Regions from separate parts of the Mus musculus genome. Here region 1 is linked to region 2. Evidence: chromatin contacts called from public HiChIP or PLAC-seq data. All regions are on one chromosome and are shown on one strand. Each heading gives the region's core, a stretch centred on a gene start, on an enhancer-like site or on the middle of the called end of the contact. The rest is flanking DNA. Distances are from core to core; before and after follow the strand shown. Region 1 has its middle 27 kb from the start of Gm26054. Region 2 has its middle 7.5 kb from the start of Gm39074.

Evidence for each region. HiChIP or PLAC-seq counts read pairs in DNA pulled down with a chosen protein or histone mark.
Region 1: a contact with region 2 is called in an H3K4me3 HiChIP or PLAC-seq map of the 230-238 cell line, with 4 times the contacts expected there. The contact joins two enhancer-like sites. A contact is called at or near these places in 4 of 484 Hi-C or Micro-C datasets (embryonic stem cells, nephron progenitors and pre-B cells) and 2 of 115 datasets of contacts at active chromatin or transcription factors (the 230-238 cell line and fibro-adipogenic progenitors).

Annotation. Positions count from the first base shown.
Region 1 is chr7:116,923,499-116,928,284 of GRCm38.p6, reverse strand. No RefSeq gene overlaps it. Among named protein-coding and RNA genes, the nearest start is that of Gm26054, 27 kb to the left of the region's middle. Within about 2 kb of position 3,519, at least 4 of the 459 cell types and tissues checked have an H3K27ac peak or open chromatin away from gene starts, as enhancers often do. A contact at or near this core is called in the 230-238 cell line, where this site is marked.
Region 2 is chr7:116,707,489-116,712,809 of GRCm38.p6, reverse strand. No RefSeq gene overlaps it. Among named protein-coding and RNA genes, the nearest start is that of Gm39074, 7.5 kb to the left of the region's middle. Within about 2 kb of position 2,034, at least 6 of the 459 cell types and tissues checked have an H3K27ac peak or open chromatin away from gene starts, as enhancers often do. A contact at or near this core is called in the 230-238 cell line, where this site is marked.

The sequences.
Region 1 (4,786 bases), core at 2,270-4,769, 210 kb before region 2:
GAGAGGGTGGTCCATCCCTGCGACCCAAAGTGTGGGCCATGGAACAACAGTATCAACCATCACTGGGCATCTGTCACAAAGGCAGCAAGCAAGGGATGGAGAGGTGGCTCCGTGGCAAAGAGCACTTGCTGCTCTTGTGGAGGACCAGTGCTTGATTCTGTCTTCATATGAGGCAGCTCACAACTCCAATGACTCCGGCTCCAGGAAATTTGACACAATCTTCTGGCCTATATAAGCACCCACTCACATGTGTGTGCGTGTACCTAGAGATACTTTACATCAATTGATTAATAAAATCTAATATCCAGTAAGTTAGCGATCAGGATGGTAGTTCGCATATGTTGAATCACAATCAGCATTTTAACAAGCTCCCTCAGTGGCTGAGAAGCACACTAGAGCTTGAAAACCATTATCCTGCAGTGACGGTGCTTAACCAGTGCAAGAACTCTGGTCTAAAAACAACCAGATACAGTGTTCCTTTCGGCCAAATAACCCGATGCTTTCCACAGACGGCATTTCTGCGTGAATGCTCACCATGCGGGTAACAAAGTCCCCACCACCCAGGTATTAGTGGAGTTGCCTTTTTCTCCCTTCTCAGAAGGATCAGTGATTATAACAGGATACAGAACATCGTTGACCCCCCAGGGCAAAGAGATTAGCACAGCTGAGATTCCGGGAGCACAAAGGGAAGTCCCTCTGTAACTTTGAGATGAAGTTTGATAGCTCCTTCATTTTCTGCCCTCAAGATGAAGGGTAGCATCCTGTGATGCTGTGAGCTTGGATAGTTTGCTTTGAATGCTATTGAAACTGTGTTTGGTTGCACCAGGAGGGGATGTAGGGTGTTCTATATCAGCCCTGAAGGCCAACATTCCCCAAGTCAGGACTATCACGGTCTTCTTTCAAAGAATAAAATACATGATGATTTCATATTTACAGAATGTAGACTAGGCAATGAGATAATGTTCTAAATATATTACTGTGTGTGTCTTTGTGTGTGTGTGTGTGTGTGTGTGTGTGTGTGTGTGTAGGCCAGAGCTCTGGCCTGGAACTTGTCATGAAGGCTAGGATGGATGGCCAATGAGCCCTAAAGATGGCTCTGTTACCATCTTCCCACCTCTGGGGTTACAAGCATGTACTACCATGCCTTGTGTTTTTATTTGTTTGGTTTAATGTGAGTTCTAGAGATTGAAAAGGATTCTAAGGTATGTATGCCATACACTTTGTAACTGAGCTATCTTCTCAGCCCATATTATTCCCTTTCTATGTAATATCCTGTGAGGTAAGAGCTAGTAAATTTCTCCTCTTATGGATAAGAAAATTGGAGCATAAAGAAATTAAGCATTTTCCCCAAGATTAAGTGTTCAGAAAATGAGTAATAGGGCTGGTGAGATGGCTCAGTGGGTAAGAGCACCCGACTGCTCTTCCGAAGGTCAGGAGTTCAAATCCCAGCAACCACATGGTGGCTCACAACCATCCATAACGAGATCTGAAGCCCTCTTCTGGAGTGTCTGAAGACAGCTACAGTGTACTTACATATAATAAATAAATAAATCTTTAAAAAAAAAAAGAAAATGAGTAATAATGCAAAATTTGAACTCAAGAGTCTTGAGTTCAGAACCAGCGTTTTTACCCCTCTCATTTACTCTAAGATCTTATGATCATTGATGTAACATTTCTGCGGTGATGGAACATCTGGGCTGGTAAAGGGAGACACGGAAGCAGCTTCAGGACATCACAGCAGGCACTCAGAGCACAGATGTGCTCTTCTTCTGCCTGCTCACATTATCCTCTGTTCCTTATCCCTAGTGACGTTTCACTCAATGGTTTAAAATCAAATCACAGATTACAACCTAGCAGGTACCTTTCCAGTGGTCATTGACTACTGCTTGAAAGAATAAATAGAGGAAACATTTGTCAGATGAACAAACACAGACCTGTGGGAAGCACCTGAGAAAAGGAGGCACTGCAAATAAAAATAGGCTCTTTTCATTCATTTTTAATTCGTGCATGTGTGCACATGTGTGAGTGTGCGTGTGCATGTGCTTACAGGGGTGTAGGTGCCCACAGAAGGTGGAAGAGAGTGCCTGATATCCTGGAGCTAGAGTCACATGCAACTATCTAATGTGGGTGCTCGGAATCAAACTCCAGGCCTCTTTAATAGCCACAAGTGCTGTTACCCACTGAGCCATCTCTCTAGCACCCACAACACGCCCTTACACTAGGGATCATTTCTGTCTGATTCTCCACTCACGATCCTCCTGCTGCAGCTGCGATGGCCTTGCCTTGTAACACCCTTAGTCAGCCAGGAAAAGGAAACAAGAACAATCTCTGCTGATCACTGAAGCTGGGCAATGAAATAAGAGAGAAGGTGAGTATGCATATGTGTTTTCAGCCATATTTTCCATCTGAGAGAGGCAGCCTGTGTGTCTCGAGGGAGCTGCATAAAGCTTTATGCTAATATATAGCCAAGAGCCAAAGATGAGAGATAGACAGAAATTACTTCTGACATCGTTCAAGTCTCTGTCCACAGACACTTAACCTCTCTGAGCTATCACTTCTCTTTTATTAAATGTTGTGATGGGGCGAGAGGAATCATTACATCTCACAAGAGAAGGGGTTCTCATCAGATAGAAGCAATGGAGCAGGAAGAAAGCTGTCAGTCCCTTATGCATTCATTCACCCATGGCTCCAAGCAGGAAAGCTCAGGACCAGGTGGAAACTAGCTCCCCCTGTGCTCACAATCTATGAAATGCTGACTCCTGACCACAAGCATTGTGCCTTTATAGGTGAAATGAAAGGGTATACCTCTGTTGGTTGGTTTTAATTATGAATGCAAATAACATAGAATCGCCTAGAAAGAGAATTTCCATTGCCATCAACTGGCTAGCAGCTCTGTACTGAAGAAGCTGTGGAGTACAGATGAGTTCCAAAAACAGGATGAGTCTAAGGAAGGAACTATTGTGGTTACCCGGAACTGTGAATTGTCCTCTCATGTTCAGCACACTTGGAGGCCACCATAACAGTTCAGGAAGCTGAGCTGTATGGTCCTTCTGCCCTTATGTTCTTGTTCTGCATATGAGATACGTTCTGACACTTTCTATTTTGTTCCTTTAAAAAAAAAGCATGTACTGTAGTGTTAACACCACAATCCCCTGATGGGTTGCAGCCTGTTGTTTAAAGAGCTTGGCTCTCTACTGTGGCTACAAAGCCTTCTCTGCTGGGATTTGTATCAAATAAGTTCATTATGTCCAAGGTCACAAACTTATTCCCTGATATGACATGAAGGGATTCATTTAATCTGAGCCTTGCATGGTTGACTAGCCTGTGTTTTTAAAATATATCAAAAACAGGAGCTGGAGAGATGGTTCTGTGGTCAAAGTGTTTGTTCCACAACCGTGAGGACCTGAGTTTGATCCCCAGAATATAAATTTTGAAAAGCCAGGTGTGGTAGCAGCTGTGCTTATGATACCAGTGCCAGAGAGAGGGAGGCACCAAGATTCCTGTGGCTTCCTCTCCAGCCATGAGCCTCTCAAAAACTAAGGTAGGAACCACAACACTCAAGGCTGTCCTCTAACCCCCACACATACCCTCAGACACAGAACACACACACACACACACACACACACACACACACACACAGAGAGAGAGAGAGAGAGAGAGAGAGAGAGGCGGGGGGGTGGGGGGAGCGGCTTCATTTCCAAAATCCTTAAACAGGGACAGGCACAGCAGGACTCTCCCTTTGATTTAACGTGGGAAGATGCAGAGATGCAAGGTTCCAACAGCAGGGTCCTTATCCTCAGGTGGCTATGACACGCTGCACTGAGTCAGTGTCTGGCTCACCCCTTGCGTGACCAGCCTTCCCCAAATCATATGGTTTCACAGAGGATGCAACTCCAAGCTCACAGGCTCACCCCAGGGTCTCTATGCCCCGCCCCATGCCATGCCTCCCACCTTTCCGTGCTTTCCACAAGGAAAGCCTATCTCCATTTGATAAATGCCCCTTTCTAAGATGCAGGTCAGTGTAATTTTCCAGAAGGTTAGAAGGAGTGACTGCCCAGGGAAAGCGTGCTTATTATTTCAAATGCCACCCGTCCCCTTCGCTAACATCTACAGAGTTATTTACAACTTGAATCCTGCTACACCTGTCAGTGTGTCTGACCTGCTTCCCTGGCCTCCTGTCATCAGACCTCCAGCCCAGAGGGGAGCAGGTGCTCAGGGGTGTTGCCTTCCAGAGCCAAGATGGCCTCTAACTCAAAGAAAAGCCGCTATTATGAGCAGTATCTCTACCTACGCGCATGCTTTTAAAAAAGTCACCAATAAAATCTACTTATCTTGAAGTATGGAGGGTTATTGATTGAGTCAAAGTAGCTGCAATTGTTTACTTCATTTTCAGCTTGTTCAGCCAAAGATTTAAAATTCAATATTAATGTATTACACTAGCACATTTTTTAAAAAAAAATCTTCTGTGTATAATAAGGGACAATTCTTTGTGACTGGATCATCGTCCTTAATGAAATGTTGTGGAACAAATATTCATTCCTTATGGCTAAGAACTTAGAGCAAAGATGAAGGCTGGTGAGGTGGTTTAGAGGTGATTGCTGCCAAGCCTGATTACCGAAATTCAATACCTGGGATCCACATAGTAGAATGAAAGAATCAATTCCCACAAGTTGTCCTCTGACCTCCATTAGCATGTGCCATAACATATACACAGTTAGTAAATAAATTTTAATAATTTTATTAATTTATTATTTAATAAATACAAATTAATAAGATTTTAAATGTA
Region 2 (5,321 bases), core at 785-3,284:
AAGACCCTGGGTATCACAAGCCTAAGGCATCTTGAGAAGCAAGGGCCAGAAGTCAATGCTCTGTCTGCCTGTCTCTCACCATAGAGGGGGTTTCTCTAAAGGGAGTGGAGATTGGGGAAAAGAGTCTTCTTACAGATCCTTGAGGGAACCCCTCTGATGATGCCAAGGCCAGGTCAAGGTAATACGCTCAGTCCAGACAAGTCCAGACAAGTCATGGCATTTGGGGCCACACCACTGCCAGCACAACCACGCAGAAGGCTGAATCCATTCATCCACAGTTACTAATTGCCCTCTAGGAGACAGCAACAATAAGAAAGATGTGTTCATCACATTGAACTTGGGACTCAGTCTCTCTAGATCTCCCCAATCCATGACTAAGGAAGAAAAAGACAGCAACCTAAAACTGCAAGAGACAAGGAGAGGAAGTCGCCAAATGTCACCAGAGGCTTTCTTCCTGACTGCAATAGAATGTCCGTCAGAAAGGGAGACATGTAGTATGGGTGACAGCCCAGGGGATGCAGCCCATCATGGCGAGGAAGGCAGGGCAGTGGGGAATTTCACGATGCTGGGAGCAGAAACAGCTTGCTGATAGCTGGGGAGAGCGGGAAGCAGAGAATGTTCAGGCAGGAACTGAAGCTGGGCTGTGACCCTCAGGGCTCCCTCCTGAGCACCCACCTCCTGAAGACACCCCTCCCAGCCAGTCTGTAGGAGACACTTCACATCCAAAATCCAACAGTAGGTAAAACTCTTCAGAAACTCAATGTCTTAGGGTTTTACTTCTGTAAACAGACATCATAACCAAGGCAACTCTTTGAAGGACAACATTTAATTAGGACTGGCTTACAGGTTCAGTCCAGTATCGCCAAGGCAGGAGCATGGCAATGTCCAAGCAAGCCTAGTTCAGGAGGAGCTGATAGTTCTACATCTTCATCTGAAGGCCACAAGGAGAATCTGGCTTCCAGGGAGCTAGAATGAAGGTCTTAAAGCCCACGCCCACAATGACACACTCCCTCCTACATGGCCACACCTACTCAAAAAAGCCACAATTCCTAATAGTGCCACTCCCTGGGCCAACCATATTCAAACTATCAACAGTCAAGGATGCTGGGGGGCAGTCTGGTAGCTTCCCCTGTCACCTCCCCTACTTCCAGTCATTACCGGCAAAATCCCACAAAGGGTATACAAGAGTCATCTGAAACAAAACTTCAAGTGTGTAACATTCCTATTCAAAAGTCTTCAATGGGAGCTGGAAAGATGGCTCAGTTAGTAAAGTGCTTACCTTGTAAGTATGAGGACCCAAGTTCGATTCCCCAGAACCCACTTAAAAACAAAACAAAACAAAACAAAACAAAAAACAAAATAAACAAAAAAACAAACAAAAAAACCTCAGGAGGCTAGAGAGATGGCTCAGCAGTTAAGAGCACTGACTGTTCTTCCAGAAGACTCAGTTCAGTTCCACATGATGATTCACAATTGTCTGTAACTCCAATTCCAGAGGATCTGAAGTCATCTTCTGGCCTCTGTGGGCACAAGTCAGTCACATGATACATAGACATTCGTGCAGGCAAAGCATCCATACACATAAAATAAAATAATAAGGTTTTCAATTTAAAATGGGGGTGTGGTAATGTGCTATTCACCCATTGGGGAGGCAGAGACAAGAGGGTCCCTGGAACTCATTGATCAGGCTGTCTAGCCTCCCTGGTGAGCTCTAGGCTAGAGAAAGATCCTGTCTCAAAAGGAAAAAGGTAGACAGAATCTGACAAACAACACCTAAGGTTGAACAGGTACACAGAAATGCTCATGCATGTATGCATACACACAGTCACACATCCATGCACAAGTGAGCATGCGCACACACAGTCTTCAAGGAAGAAATCTCTGCTCCTCAGCCAGGAAGACTTTCTGAACACAGTGCAGCCAGCAGCCAGTCCAGCCCTAGCCATTTCTCAGCAAACCCTCTTCATCTCAGAGGCCACAACCTGCCTGCAGCTTTCCCCAGTGGCCCAAGCCCTTCCTCACCCCAGTGCCTTTGCACCTGCTGTTTCTGCTGCTGGAGCCTGATACCCTCCCATGGGGGACACCTCCTTCTCAACCTTCATCAGTTCAGACCCCACAGACTTCCCCAGGCTTCATGAAGCTCCCCTCTTTGCTCCTCCTAAGTGATAAAGATGACAGAACTTTATCATTTATCTCTTCCCCTCCTCTCATGCCCACTCCCCTAACCAGATGGCCATCTCTTTGAAGACAGATATTCTATCTGAATTTATTTTACATGTTTTCAGAGTGAAAACAAGAAAAATATTTTTACAAATGTGCTGAAGGCAGAAGTGTCTGAAAGCAAATGTTTTACACAAAGCAGAATAATTATGAAGATTATAATAGCATCAACTATTTTGAAGTATAAAGTACGACTAAGCACAATTCAGGCCTGGCTCTTGCTATGCTTTTAACACTCAGAGGAAGTTCAGCTTCAAATGCTCTTCCACCCCTTCCTTCTGCCCTTGGATGAGGCAAACAGGCCTGAGAAAGATCACAGAGAGAGGGAGGGAGGGAGGGAGAGGGAGAGAGAGACAGAAAGACAGAGAGACAAAGAAGGATAGAGACAGAGGCACAGAGACAGAGCTACAGAGAGAGGGGGACAGAGACTGTGTGTGTGTGTGTGTGTGTATGTGTGTGTGTGTTAGAGCCTTGATGTTGGTGTGGCTGGCCATTTATTATCCCCCTGAACTCAAGGTGATCTTGAGCCTCTGGGATAGGTGAGGATGTGTCACAATAATACGAGGATAGTATTAAAGACATGGCTAGCACCCAGTAAACACTCAGTATTGACACCTCTTTCCTCAAGCAGTAACTTCTGACTACTGGCTTAGCACCTTGTTCTTCAGGAAGCAAACTGAAGTCTTAGTTGTGTTGGGATTCAGACCCCATACAAACAGCTGAAGTGCATATTTAACATACAAGGTGACCCTGGCCTCCAGGTTCCCCCAGCATCCCTCAGTCCCTACCTGGCAAACCCATCTCTGCCCTGAACTTTCCAGCCTGGGGCTGGACTTTCCTTCCTCCAGATGCTCCTCCCTATAGAATCCAGACATCTTGGTTGCCCCCCCCACCTCTGCATTCCCCCCCCCTCCTCTTTCTCTCTCTCCACACACTCATGCTCTTTTTCTCTTTCTCTTCTCCCTCCCCTCAGTCTCCCTCCCCATAGCGACTTCCCTGGCCAGCCTCCCAGTGGCTTCCCAGTAAACCTTTATATACTCTAATTCAGCTTTAATTGGCTTATTCCACCGGTGGAGAATAACTTAGCAAGTTGGACACATGGCCCTCTAATTGACTGACATTCCAAAAAAGTTACCTTGTTGGGTTCAAAGCTGGTTTACCAATAGTCAGCTCTATGTCTCTCCTCAGCCAAGACTCACAGACTCTGGCATCATGGATCAGGTAACCGGGTGACACATAGACAGAGATGGAGGGTGGTATTTTAATGAATGTGCTGGCATTTAAGAACCATCATTAAAAGTAGGGTTTGAAAAAATGAAAGTTACCCTGCGCTGCCTTCCTTCAGTTCTGGACTGAGATGTGCAAGTGAGAGGCAAGTGAACCCTATGAACCCAAGTTGGGTTTGGCTCGTGGTGTTTACCACAGCAACAGAAATCCAACTAAGACAATGAGTGTGGACATTATTGGGTTTCCTTGGCCGCTATTAGGAGCTGAAAGCTTCCTGCAGTCATCTTGGAGGTTTGGAGGCACTATGACAGTGACAGATATGAATTTTCATTATCCAAAGAGCCATATCTGTGTGCCCAGGTGCTGAAGCCCAGAGAGAGACCAGGACTCTGCCTGGTCTGACTTGCAGAGGGCAGCCTGCTTGCCTGGGGATGCCAGAAGTCTGCTTGTCAGCTCGCCGCTCCTGCTCTCACCTCCCCCTTCTCCCACCCCCAGCAGCTCACTCAGGAATACATTGACATTTCCAAGGCTATTGATTTCAAGAGCAAGCTAGGCAGAGGGTGAGGGAGTAGATTGACTTTGTTATTGGAGGGAAAGCAAGGAAGAATAAACAAGGGTGCTTTGGTTTGTAGGACAAAACCAAAATTATCAACGTAATGGGCTGAACGCAGCAGTTAAAGTTCTCCAGGGTGCTGACGGTGCAGGTAGAGACGAATGGGAAAGAGTTTGTGCCTGGACCCCACTCTGGTTATTAATGACCAAGTTTTCTGCAGAAGCCAGGAAGTCCTCCTGCAGGCTACAGAATGCATGAGTCACATCAGACCTACAGGGATCCAAAGCTTAGCTCTCACCTCAGGAGGCACAAGAAATGTAAGGGGCAGGGAGATGGCTCGGTTAGTCCATGCATAGGAGCCTGAGTTTGATGTCCAGAACCCATGTGCAAAGAGAACCTGGGATGGAGACACATGCTTAAATCCCAGCACTAAGGAGGCAGAGACAGGTGGTTCCCTGGAGCTGTGGCTAGCCAGACATGTCTAATCAGTGAGTTTCAGGCCAACTGAAGACCCTCTCTTCCTCAAAAAGTAAGATGGACAGGACCTGAGGAATGACAGCCAAGGGTGACCTTTGACCTCCACATGAGCATACATACACATGCACAAGCACATGGACACACACATGAACCCATGCACATGTGCACATATAGACACATTCAAACACATTCAAACACACAGTCATACTTACATACACCTCTCTCTCTCTCTCTCTCTCTCTCTCTCTCTCTCTCTCTCTCTTCCCTTCACCACCATCCCCCCCCCGCCCCCGCCCTCTGCAATATGGCCCAAGACAACAAAGCTAGAACTTCACAGAGCCTGAGTGTGCCAGGAACAGCTGTTAAAATAAAGGTCTTCCATTCTCCTACTCAGCAGCTTCATGTGAATTCCACGCCCCTTCCTTCCAGGATCCAAGAACTGAGGGGCTGCTGCTGGCACAATGGCGTCTCCAACACTTGCTGGACATTCGCTCATTGACCACAGCTCCTGTTCTAAGAGTGATCACAGATCTTATGGCCCAGACCTCAGATAATAGCTTTCTATAATCAGTGGCTGAGCATGCAGCCTGCAACCTACGGACCTTCTCGTGGAGTACAGAGGTGCTTACTGTACATAAATAATGTCATACACACTACAACTACCTACATATGTAGATATACACATAGAGGGTTCTCTTACTATACAGTGCAATCATTACATATGGAAAACCAGAATAGTATGGAAAAATATTTTAGTTTAATATCATGTTCCATTTAATATATGCTATGAGTATTTATATATTATAAATATGTTTATATAGAGGTAGCGGTATAGATGATTATA